Linked DNA regions of Sus scrofa: regions 2 and 3 are each linked to region 1. The links are chromatin contacts, called in public HiChIP or PLAC-seq maps. All regions are on one chromosome and are shown on one strand. Each heading gives the region's core, a stretch centred on a gene start, on an enhancer-like site or on the middle of the called end of the contact. The rest is flanking DNA. Distances are from core to core; before and after follow the strand shown. Region 1 holds the start of RETREG2 (protein FAM134A). Region 2 holds the start of SLC11A1 (solute carrier family 11 member 1). Region 3 holds the start of CNOT9 (cell differentiation protein RCD1 homolog).

The links. HiChIP or PLAC-seq counts read pairs in DNA pulled down with a chosen protein or histone mark.
Region 2: a contact with region 1 is called in an H3K27ac HiChIP or PLAC-seq map of alveolar macrophages. The contact joins the promoter of SLC11A1 here to the promoter of RETREG2 in region 1. A contact is called at or near these places in 1 of 5 promoter capture datasets (fetal liver) and 1 of 2 datasets of contacts at active chromatin or transcription factors (alveolar macrophages).
Region 3: a contact with region 1 is called in an H3K27ac HiChIP or PLAC-seq map of alveolar macrophages. The contact joins the promoter of CNOT9 here to the promoter of RETREG2 in region 1. A contact is called at or near these places in 2 of 5 promoter capture datasets (fetal liver and liver) and 1 of 2 datasets of contacts at active chromatin or transcription factors (alveolar macrophages).

The regions. Positions count from the first base shown.
Region 1 is chr15:121,210,411-121,213,940 of Sscrofa11.1, forward strand. It overlaps RETREG2 (protein FAM134A), which reads left to right and starts at 1,960. Exons shown (of 9, transcript XM_021074927.1): 1 at 1,960-2,059; 2 at 3,182-3,288. CNPPD1 (protein CNPPD1) reads right to left here and starts at 2,478. Exons shown (of 10, transcript XM_021074929.1): 1 at 2,393-2,478; 2 at 1,326-1,615; 3 at 991-1,078; 4 at 430-538. The coding sequence starts at 1,059.
Region 2 is chr15:120,432,588-120,436,117 of Sscrofa11.1, forward strand. It overlaps SLC11A1 (solute carrier family 11 member 1), which reads left to right and starts at 1,513. Exons shown (of 15, transcript NM_213821.2): 1 at 1,513-1,526; 2 at 2,050-2,183; 3 at 3,028-3,150; 4 at 3,454-3,530. The coding sequence starts at 1,520.
Region 3 is chr15:120,588,518-120,592,047 of Sscrofa11.1, forward strand. CNOT9 (cell differentiation protein RCD1 homolog) reads left to right here and starts at 1,837. Exons shown (of 9, transcript XM_001925220.5): 1 at 1,837-2,259. The coding sequence starts at 2,236. USP37 (ubiquitin carboxyl-terminal hydrolase 37) reads right to left here and starts at 1,713. Exons shown (of 24, transcript XM_003133658.6): 1 at 1,456-1,713.

The sequences.
Region 1 (3,530 bases), core at 710-3,209:
AACTAGAAGTCAAATTCACCCACGAGGAGACAAAAAGCCCATTCTAAGTTTGAATTTCAGCTCCTTCCAACAGGAAGGATTAGCTCCCTGGCACCGGAAATTACCTAGATTTGTTCTTCATTCTAGTTTATTTGAAAAGATAAACCTGCCTTGTTTGTTTGGGAGATACAGGATGGGTATCGTTGGAAAATCAAAAGTTTCTGGTATACAGATGAAGAATGATACAGATGTGTAAGATAGCAATGTTTCTTACTCATTTAGGCTCAAGGGAAAAAAAGAAAAATACAAATCCTCTCCTTAGAGCAGTCCCAATGCGCCGGCTAGGAAGAGACAATGGGGCTCACAGCGTACCCCTAGCGTCACTTTCCTGATGGCCAACCACCCCATTGTCAGGCTGCTTACTTGCCCAGGGCCACAACACTGTCTAACCTGCCACAGGGCTGGAGAGCTCCTCCAGGCTACAGTCAGCTTCCCAGTCCCAGCCATAGTAGAGTCTCCTTCGGATCCGGGCACTCAGCTTCTGGTGTCCTGGGAGGAACTGGAACAGGGCAAGAGGGTGGCGGCGGGTGAAGGGCAGGGAAAGGTATGGTGGAGATCCTGGCTCGGGGCTTGAAGCTGGGTGCGGGACGGTAGGCCTGCCTCACAGCTAATGGGGCCTGGGCCCCACCCCGCCTCAAACTCTCTGGCTTGTTTGCCAAAGGCAGTCTGTCCGCAGGGGGTGGAATCCTTCTCCGCTGAGGGCTCCCGAGGAAAAGTTCTCCCAGAAGGGCCCCGGCTGGTCACCTCCTACCCCATTCCTGCACCCCCACAGCTCTCCCTGGGGGCCCAAGCAACCAGGGCCTCCAGTAGGCACGGCTCGAGCGGCTGACGCCCGGTTCCCCGGCAGAGCCATCAGGCAAGCTCGCGGCCCGGCTAGGGCCCGGAGGGGAGCGCCAGGGGTTTGGGCTCCAAGCAAAGAGAGGCCGGGGAGGGGGCGGGACGAGCGCTCACTGTGAAGTCCTGGAAGCCGGCGAGGGAGAAGGTGCCTTCTTCGTCCAGCAGGAGTCCGGCCAGGTCCATCGCGCTGCCAGGCGCCGCCCTGAGAAGGTGGAAGGGAAGGGAACGAGATTAAAGGGGGCCGCGGAGCAGTCCTTGATCGCCTGTTCACCTGCCCGCGGGTCTCTCTCGCGCGGGCCGCCGCCCACGCCGGTGCAGCCCCCTCCCCTCGCGCCAGCGGCTGCAGGCGGAGCCCGACGGGCGGGAACGTCTTCCTGTTCCGCCCCGGGTGGGGCTCCAGGATCTGGGTTCCGAACCCGGGAGTGGAGCTCCAGGGCTGGGGCGCCCACCTCACCGAGTAGAGAGAAGACCCGGTTGCGAGGCGCGTACGGTGCCTTTGCCACGCCGAGCGTCTGCTTCGCGTTTACAAGCCGCGGGGGTGTCGCTGGAGAGTCACCGCCCCGCACTTCCTGCCGCCCGCTGGGCCGAGCCGGGGAAGGAGCGAGGCTAGAACGCCTGGTGTCGAGAAGCCGGGGCAAGTCGCAGGAGTTAAACTCCAGGGTGCCCTCGTCTGAGAAATCAGGGCAGTTCCGAAGGGACCATGGCGCGCTGAGGATGAACGCGCCCGGCTGACCTTTTCCTATCCGTAGAAATGTAAACATAAAGACGTGGGCCGGAGAGTTGGCCCCAACTTTTAAAAAAGAGATATAACGTACATTTAAAACGCGTCAGAAAGAATGCACAAGTTTAACAGGGGTGAATTGTGTACAAGGTGGCAGGCGCACGTTTGGCTTTATATCCTCCTTTTAGTATAGCCTGTAATTTTAGACATAGTTAAGCACATATTTCGTAGGATTATTGCAGATTAAATGACTGCAATATAAAACGCTTGTTACATTGTAAACCACAGTAAATGGTGTCAACGTCCCCTCCCCCCAGAGTAAAGAGCTCCTAATAGGGTTTTATTTTTAAACTCTTCCCCCCAGACCCCAATCTCTTGAGCGAGGGATTAGAAGGAGTTCCGATGCGTGAAGGCGGGCTTGTTTACCGAAAGAGACGGGAAGAAAACAACTTTTCTGAGCAGGTGAAGCTGTGTTTTTGAGTCTGTAGAGTCAAACGGTGGTGTTTGTTTATTCGCTGAGGGGAGGGAACGGGGAGGACCAGTACGACGAGGGTTGAGTAATGGGATGGCCGCCACCCTTCCAGAGCAGAAATAGCTCCTACGAAAGACTCTGAGCATCCGAAGCCCACTTGTCGCCCTTCCCGGCCGCATCACACTGGGAATACCGGGCCAGGACCAGGTTCCCTAGCTACCCTGCCTACATAGGGAGAAGAAAATTGGCTGGGGTGGGGAAACACGGGGATACAGTCCATCAATCAGGAAGCTGACAACGCCCGGCGCAGCCAAAACACGCACCTGCGTAGGAGAAGGGTCATCGGCAGCCGCCTGCACGCAGGCGCAGACCGCCCTAGCCCAGCGGTTAGGTCGCCTCACGTGACGGGTTCGTCGCTCCGCCGTCACGTGACGCCCATCCGCGGCCTCGGCGGCCCGCTCCGCGGCGTGCGCCCCCTTCCGCCTGACGCGCCCCCGGCGGCGGCCGCGCAGCCCTGGCTCCTCGCGGGCTCGGGCGGCGGCTGCGGCGGGGCTATGGCTAGTGGTGGTGGCGGTGGTAACACCGGCGCGGGTGGGAGCCCAGGGCTGGGCCTGAGCCTGGGCCTGGGCCTGAGCTTAGGAATGGGTGAGGCCACCGGCGAGGCGGAGGAGGAGGCAGCCACTGCCGAGGCGGTGGGACGCCTGGCCACGACGCTGTGGCTGCGGCTCCGCGGCTGGGAGGCGGTGCTGGCGGCAGCGCAGCGGCTGCTGGTGTGGGAGAAGCCGCTGCACAGCCTGGTCACGGCGGCCGCGCTCAACGGCCTCTTCTGGTAACGGCCTCGGAGGAGGAGGGGGGCGGGGCCGGGCTGCGCGGGCGAGCGGGGGCGGGGAGGACCCGGAGTACCATTCCCTTCCTGGGGCAGACCCATCTCTCGGTTTTTAAAGGCTGTTGTCCGCCTGGGTTGCCCCATTCCCATTTCCCACTCGACTTTGGTTATCGAGCTAGGCCCAGAGGTTCCCATTCCCCCATCAGTGGGCGCTTGTTCGCCTTTTGCGATGGATGTGAGAGCCTTTCTCACCCACTCACCGCTGAGATGCCTGTCTCTCCTTAAGGTTGCTGTCTTCTTCGTCCCTACGGCCCATCTTTCTACTCAGCATCTCACTTTTAGCCTATTTTCTGCTGGATCTTTGGCAGCCTCGCTTCCTCCCTGCCATCCAGGGTGAGTGTTACTTCATTTTTTTCCCCAAGCCCCATTGAGCACTTGTTTTCTGCCTGACCCTCCTGGCCGGGTTGAATGTTGAGGGGATGTACAGCAGGCCACCTTCCTCCCAAGCACCACTTTTCCCCTGTCTGGTTGGAAAGTAGAATTTTCCCGTTTTCAAAACTAACGTTAGGAGAGTCTGTCCTGGCTCAGCGGAAGCGAATCTAACTAGCATCTGTGAGGACGCAGGTTGGATCCCT
Region 2 (3,530 bases), core at 263-2,762, 780 kb before region 1:
GGTCCCAGACTTTGGAGTTGGAAACTCCGTGACAATGTGAGCTGTAAATCTTCGTGGCAGAAAAGAAAGGCTACAGGATAGAGGACAAGAGTGGGCATGGCAGAGAGATGGCTGTGAAGGAGGGGGGTGTGGGGAGCACAGGAGCTGGCAGCTGGTGAGCAGAAGAAATTGGGAGCTGAAAGGTCTAGAGGTTACAGACAGATGGATTCCTCAAGTGGAATCCAGCCCATAGGAACGTTTGTTTAGATTATACAATATTTTTATTTATTTATTTAGTCTTTTTAGGGCCACACCCATGGCATAGGGAGGTTCCCAGGCTAGGGGTCGAATTGAAGCTATAGCTGCTGGCCTGCACCATAACCACAGCAACACCAGATCCAAGCCACGTCTGTGACCTACACCACAGCTCACGGCAACACTGGATCCTTAACCCACTGAGCAAGGCCAGGGATCAAACCCGCATCCTCATGGATACTAGTCAGGTTTGTTAACCACTGAGCCACCATGGGAACTCCATAGATTATACAATATTGTTGAAACACTTGAGCCTGGTGTTCAAAAAGCATGTGTTGTATCGAATTCCAAGATTTCCAGCATCCTTGGCAAATCAGAAGATGTGGTGACAGTGGACCCCCATTCCCCACATGACAGCTGGCTGCAATTCTGTGAGCACTGCCCTCTCTAGAAGGTATGACCTTTATTTCGCTAGAGTCTCCACCACTCCCTATTGCCCTCCACCACCAAGGCTCAGCATCATTATCATTCCGCACTGAGCTAGCACTGTTTTTCCTGTTCCCAACCTGTCTCATGGTTTATCTTCCCTGCCTGGCCTCCTTGGACGCCTAAACTTGTGACCTCTTAACTAGTCTGAGCCCTTCATTTAACAGAAGAAATAAGCTCAGAGGCAGGACAGGATCTGGTGACAACGTCAAATGGATCCATGGTAGAAGCAAGACCAGAATTCCAGGACCCTCTTCTTCAGAGGACCTCCTTAGCCTGGAACTTCAATGCATGTCCCCGTGGCCGGGCTTGGAAGGTCTTTTCCTTTGTGGCACTCCTAGGTGGTCATGGGGACTCCCTCCCACCCATTAGGCCAACCTGCTGCCATAGGACCCAAGGTCAAAAAGGAAAAGGGCCTGTTTGTGTGGCGCTGGAGGGTTAGTCGTGTGATCTAGACGTGAATGCTCAAGTGGCAGGAAGCGTCTGAAATCAGAGCTAACTTGGGAGGCAGAAAACTCGGGGTTCCCGGAAGGGAGCCAGAGGGTGGTGCGAGGCTCACGCCAGGAGGGGAATGAAAGCCTGTTCTGTGGCCACCCAGACCCTTCCGTCAGAGCTGGCCACTTCTGCCTTTGGAAAGTGTTTCACAATGCCCCGGGCATGTGTGAGGACAGCCAAGTTGAGCTGAAGATGCGTAAAAGGCTATAGACCCACACACTCACCGGTTCCCAGAGAGGACGGGTGGACCAGAGAGCCACCCAGCACACCACTCACACAGAGAGCATCTGAGTCTGTGGTCCTCATGACAGGTGAGTAGCCCCCTCTGTCCAGGGACAGAGCCTGGATTGGAGCAGGAGGAGAGCATCAGGAGGGGCAAGGGAAGCCCCAGGTCCCCTGTGGGAGTCCTGGTCTTGACCACAATTCTGGACAGGAGCCTGGGGTCAGGCGCTTCACGTTGCCAAGGGCAGAGCCTCCCCCTGCCTCATCTCTGTGGGTTTGGAACCTCTGGGGTTTCCCTGGAAGCTGGAGGCAGGGATGAGACCAAAGGACACACACGTTGGCGTCAGTCTTCCCTGCTCAGAGCCCATGCCCTCTCCACATCCTCTGTGGCAAGAGGCCATCAGGATCTGGGGACCTCTGCATTCACATGGAAGGAGAGGAATCCAGAAGGCTCTGCTTCTCACACATCTTCTGGAAGGTCTGGTCGAGGGATGGATGTGATGGACTGAAGAAAGAAATCAAGGGCTCCTATTCAGCTGGGGCTTCATTTGCTTTCGCCCTGCCACCAGAAACAGGCAGGTCACTCACCAAGGCTCTTGGGGCCCCTGGCAGGTGACACAGGCCCCCCAAAGCAGAGCAGAACCCAATATGGCTCCATCTCCAGCTCACCGAGTCCAGGGCCACCACAAGTACCTCCCGGAGGGACCTACCTGAGTGAGAAGATCCCCATCCCGAATGCAGAACCGGTGAGAATGCTGGAAACTTCCTGGGGTCTTTTAGGATGGATAGGATCCCATGGGATCTCTCTGGCCAAGGGAGGGAGGTCCCCCGAAGACCAGGGCAAGTCCCTTCCAGATGGAGAGTGGTAACTGCCGTCTTCCTGTTTCTGTCCCCAGTGTTTGGCTGGGGTGCTGACAATTTGTCTAAAAATCACCAGGCAGCTTTTTGAACAAATCTGAACTTTCCTGGGAAGGGAAAGGGACCTGGGGTGCATTGAGATTGGAGCCTTGAGGATTTGTTGTAACTTTGAAGGAAAGGAGGCAGACTAAGGCATCAGGAGATGTGGAACTTGCGGGCTGGCTTCTAGGGCAGTGTTCCCTTGCATTGCCAGAATCTTTAGCAGATGCCCAGGCTGCCAGACCTAGCCCTGGAATGGGGGTGGGAAGACCCTAAGCTCAGGGGACTTCAGAGAGAAGAACCTGTGGTCTGAGAAGGGGCTGGGGAAGGAGGAGCTGGGCCACAAAAGCCTGACCCAGGGAAGCTCCCCTTCGGGCTCTGAGGATCTCCTGAGTCAGGGCTGGCGTGGGGTCAGATGTAGGCCACAGACACTGAAGCATCCAGAAAGCTGATCTGCCGTGACTCAGCAAACCCTGAGGTTTTCCCACCTGCATGCTCCACTCACCCGCAGGCCTGGCAGCTCCAGGAATGGGGAATGGAGGACAGGACTGGCCAACCTGGGCCAGTGAGCCCAGGGTGGGGTGGGGGTGGGGCGTGGTGGGGGGACTCAGCTGGGGGAGCTGGTCCAGGCCAACTGCCCCCACCCTTTTGCCCAGGACCTCTCACACTCCGTCCTCCCCACCCCGACCACAGGGCACATTCAGCCTCCGCAAGCTGTGGGCCTTCACCGGGCCCGGCTTCCTCATGAGCATTGCTTACCTGGACCCGGGAAACATCCAGTCGGATCTTCAGGCTGGCGCTGTGGCTGGATTCAAAGTGATCAAGTCGGGGCACCGTGGGCGGCGGGGGGGGGGACCAGATGGGTGGAGACCGCCAGTTTGCCACATTTCCCCAAGGTGGCGTACATGGCTCGTGTTCCTGGGAGCAGGTGTTGTTCAAATGGGCCAGAAAGGGGTCCCCAGGGAAGCCCTACCAGAGTGTGTGTGTGTGGGGGGGTCTTCTCGCTCCATCTTCCCCACTCTCTCCTCAGGGAGTGTCCTTACTTAGTGGGTACCAATAGCTCGGGGCTTCTTGGGGACTGGTCCCTCTGGCTGACGGCCTCTCCCCGACTTCTCACAGCTGCTCTGGGTGCTGCTGTGGGCCACGGTGTTGGGTTTGCTCTGCCAGCGACTTGCTGCCCGGCTGGGCGTGGTGAC
Region 3 (3,530 bases), core at 587-3,086, 620 kb before region 1:
CACTGGAAATAAATATTCTTAAGTCATCAATATACAGGTGCAATTTAAAGCTTAGGCTGGAAGGAAAACCTAAAAGGAGAACAAGATCTAAGACTGAACCCAGATACCCAAAATTAAACATCTCTTGCTACAATTATCAACTACTTTAATTCACCGGACTTTTCAGTCTTCATTCAATTTTACCTTTCAGCAGAATTCAACACTTTTTTTTTTTGGTTTTTTGTTTTTTGTTTTTTTTTGGCTTTTTAGGGCCACATCCATGGCATATGGAATTAGTAGGCTAGGGGTCCAATCGGAGCTGCAGCTGCAGGCCTACACCACAGCCACAGCAACGTGGGATCCAAACCTTCTCTGCAACCTACACCACAGCTCATAGCAATGCTGGATTCTTAACCCACTGAGTGAGGCCAGGGATGGAACCTGAGTCCTCATGGTTACTAGTCTGGGGTTCGTTACCGCTGAGCCACTATAGGAACTCCCGGAATTCAACACTACTGATAACTTCTTTCACCTTTTCTACAAAACTTGTACTCCTCTATCCAGCTACGAAATGCCAAGAATTCCTCAGTGCCCCATCCGAGGTCCCCTTCCTTTCTAGCACTGTACTCTTTTTAGGCAATTTCATCCACAACCAGAGCTTCAATTACTTTCAACATAACAGATATATACATATAGATATAGATATATATACATGCACGCACAGACCTGTATATAGTTATATACACACACATCTGCCTATATATCCACTCAGAACTCTATTCTGAGCGCAAACCCAGTATAATCAACTGCCTACTTGACATCCTCTGATAGCTTTTCCAGTTAGACATGTCGGATAGTGCCTCCACAAAATAGGCATTTACACAGAAACTACATTTTGAAAGGATTATAAAATTACTCCAGGCCAACTCTCCAGAAAGAGGATTTTGTCATCAATTATCTTTTCGTGTCATGACCTACAACGGGTAAACCTGACAATCTGATCCGATGGCTAAAGATGGGGAACAACCAACCAAAACCACGACAAAAATACAATTCATGCTTTTTAGTTAAGAGATGGTTAAGGGAGAGAAGATGAAGAATGGTCAATAGAATGAAACAGTATCATGTCCCAAGGCCTGATGGACGTGCGGCAACGGAAGTCACCTTAAGTGATAGCAGGCCTCGCTAAGGGGGGCGCAGCGGAGGACAGCCCCCAGCAAAAAGGAGCCAGGTTTGAGTTGCGGGGGGGAGCGAGTGACAGTAAAAGACCAGGTCAAAGGAGGGGGAAAGCCTGGGGGAAGACCCAAGTAGAGTACCTGTGAGGCCAGAGGGGGCGTCGCGGGGATGGGGGCGGGCTGAGCAGCAGCCGGACGAACTCCAGAGGAGTGAACGCCGAGTGGGCGGACCGCAAGGGGCGGGGGGTGGGGGGGCCAGGGTAAAACGGCTCTGTGGAGACGCTCGCCGGGCCCGCCTTACCTGTGCCCGCGAGTCCGGAGCGCCGGACAGGCCTGCCGGAAGCACGGAGTCCAAGCGGAGGGGGAGGAGCTGGGGGTAAGGAAGGAAGGGACACCAAACACGAAAGAGAGGGGCCGCTCACTCCCCCAGTCAGGGAGAGCGGCTGATGGCGGGAACTGTGACCACACGCAAACACGCACGCACGCACGCACACTCGACGCGACCAGACGAGGTGCGTGCGCGAAAGCCTGGAAACTCCGCCCCTCCTACGCCCTCGCCCCGCCCCAGCACCGAGGGAAATCTCGCAGAGGTAGCCCCGCCCCTGTACTGATCGTAGTACGCACGCGCACTATCCATCTCACGCACTTTGCACCGCCCACCATTTCCCTCCGCGTCAGCCCTGTTGGGCATGCGCACTACTTGTCCCCTCCAGACTGCCGGGTTTTTCCCGCCCTTTACTGGCCTCTGGAGGAGGCTCAGAGTTCACGCCCCTCTATGGGGATACCTGCTCCGAGCCGGGGAATGCGAGGACTAGTAGGTGGCAGACGTCCTTCTGGTCCTGAATCTTAAGGGACAAAGGATAAACTCTAGGACTGTTAACTCTTTGGAGAGCTGAGAGGCGGGAAGAGGTAGTGTGGGAGGGGTCAGAGGTGAAAGGTCAGAGGGCTGCGAAGGGGGCGGAGCGAGCCGGAGGCGGATGGCGGCTGCGGCGGCTCATCATCTTTGGCGGCAGAGGCGCTGAAGCTGGGACGCGAGTCCGGCGCGTCCGGCAGTTGGAGGAGAGCGGCGGCCGCTCCCAACATGCACAGTCTGGCGACGGCTGCGGTAAGTGCCCGGGCCGCCAGGCCTGGGGCCCAGAAGCCTTCCTTAACCCCGCGTTTCGGCCTTCTTTTCCAGCTCCCTGTCTCGGTCCGGGAGTCCTGCTCCTCCTGCCCTCAACCCGCGAGGCCCGGGCCTCCCTCCTCGCCGCGCTTGGCTGTGGCGGAGCAGGCCCCCGCTTTCCTCGCCGGCCGGCTCTCGCGGCCTCTGGCGTGCCGCGTAGTGCGTTCTTTTCAGGCCCCGGGGCCTGGTCCCGCGGCCAGAGCGCCTCCTTCGCAGCCCCGACCCGCCATTCATTGATTCATTTGCTTGACCAACAGTTTCAGGGCGTCAGTTGCGTGCTTGGCGTCGGCGGAGCGAGGGGAGTTCCGCAGTTTGTCTGACATGACCCATGCTGTCGAAACTCCCAGCCTAGGCACATCGCGGCGGGGAGGAAATGGCTTTTAGCTCATGCCACTTGCTTTACAGATGCAAAATCCGAGACCCGGAGAAGTGAACAGTTACTACGTTTGACTTTCGATTCTCTGAGATTACAACCTTTTTTCACATCTCGTTTTACCAGCGTGATCTTTCACCAAGAAAAACAGTGTAAATCAACCTGCCTGAAGTAATCCTATGGCTTCCCATTGCATTGAGATAATATCCAGACTCCTTGCCTCGGCCTACAAGGTCCTCCCTGAACGTTATGTTCCTGACCCTCGTTTTCAGTCTCTTGTCACTGCTCCGCAGGCTCCAGCTACACTGGCCTCAGTTCCATCTTTTCTCCCTATGCTTTTACACTCCAGCTTGCACCTTCTGATCTCTATTCCTAGAATGCTCTCTCTCTCACACACACACATACTCACACACAGACACTCCCCCACCTCCTTCCTTTGCTATAGATGTCGGCTTCTCTTCCTCAGGTCTCTATCTCAGTCTCCTTGCCTGACCACCCTATTTGAAGTAGTTCTGGTAGTTTCGTTTGTGGCTCAGCGGGTTAAGAACCCAACAGAGTGTCCATGAGGATGCAGGTTCGATCCTCGGCCTCCCTCAGTGAGTTGAGAATCCGGCGTAACAGCAAGCTGCAGTGGAGGTGTCAGAGCGGCTCAGCTTCTGCGCTTGCCGTGGCTGTGGTGTAGGCCAGCAGCTGAAGTTCCAATCGGACCCCTTGCCCGGGAACTTCCAGATGCTGCAGGTGCAGCCTAAAATGAATGAATGAATAAATAAAGTAGTTCTGTAACCCCCAACTTTTCTCTGTTAGAGTACTCACCCTTCACAGAATTGATCCCAATTTGTAA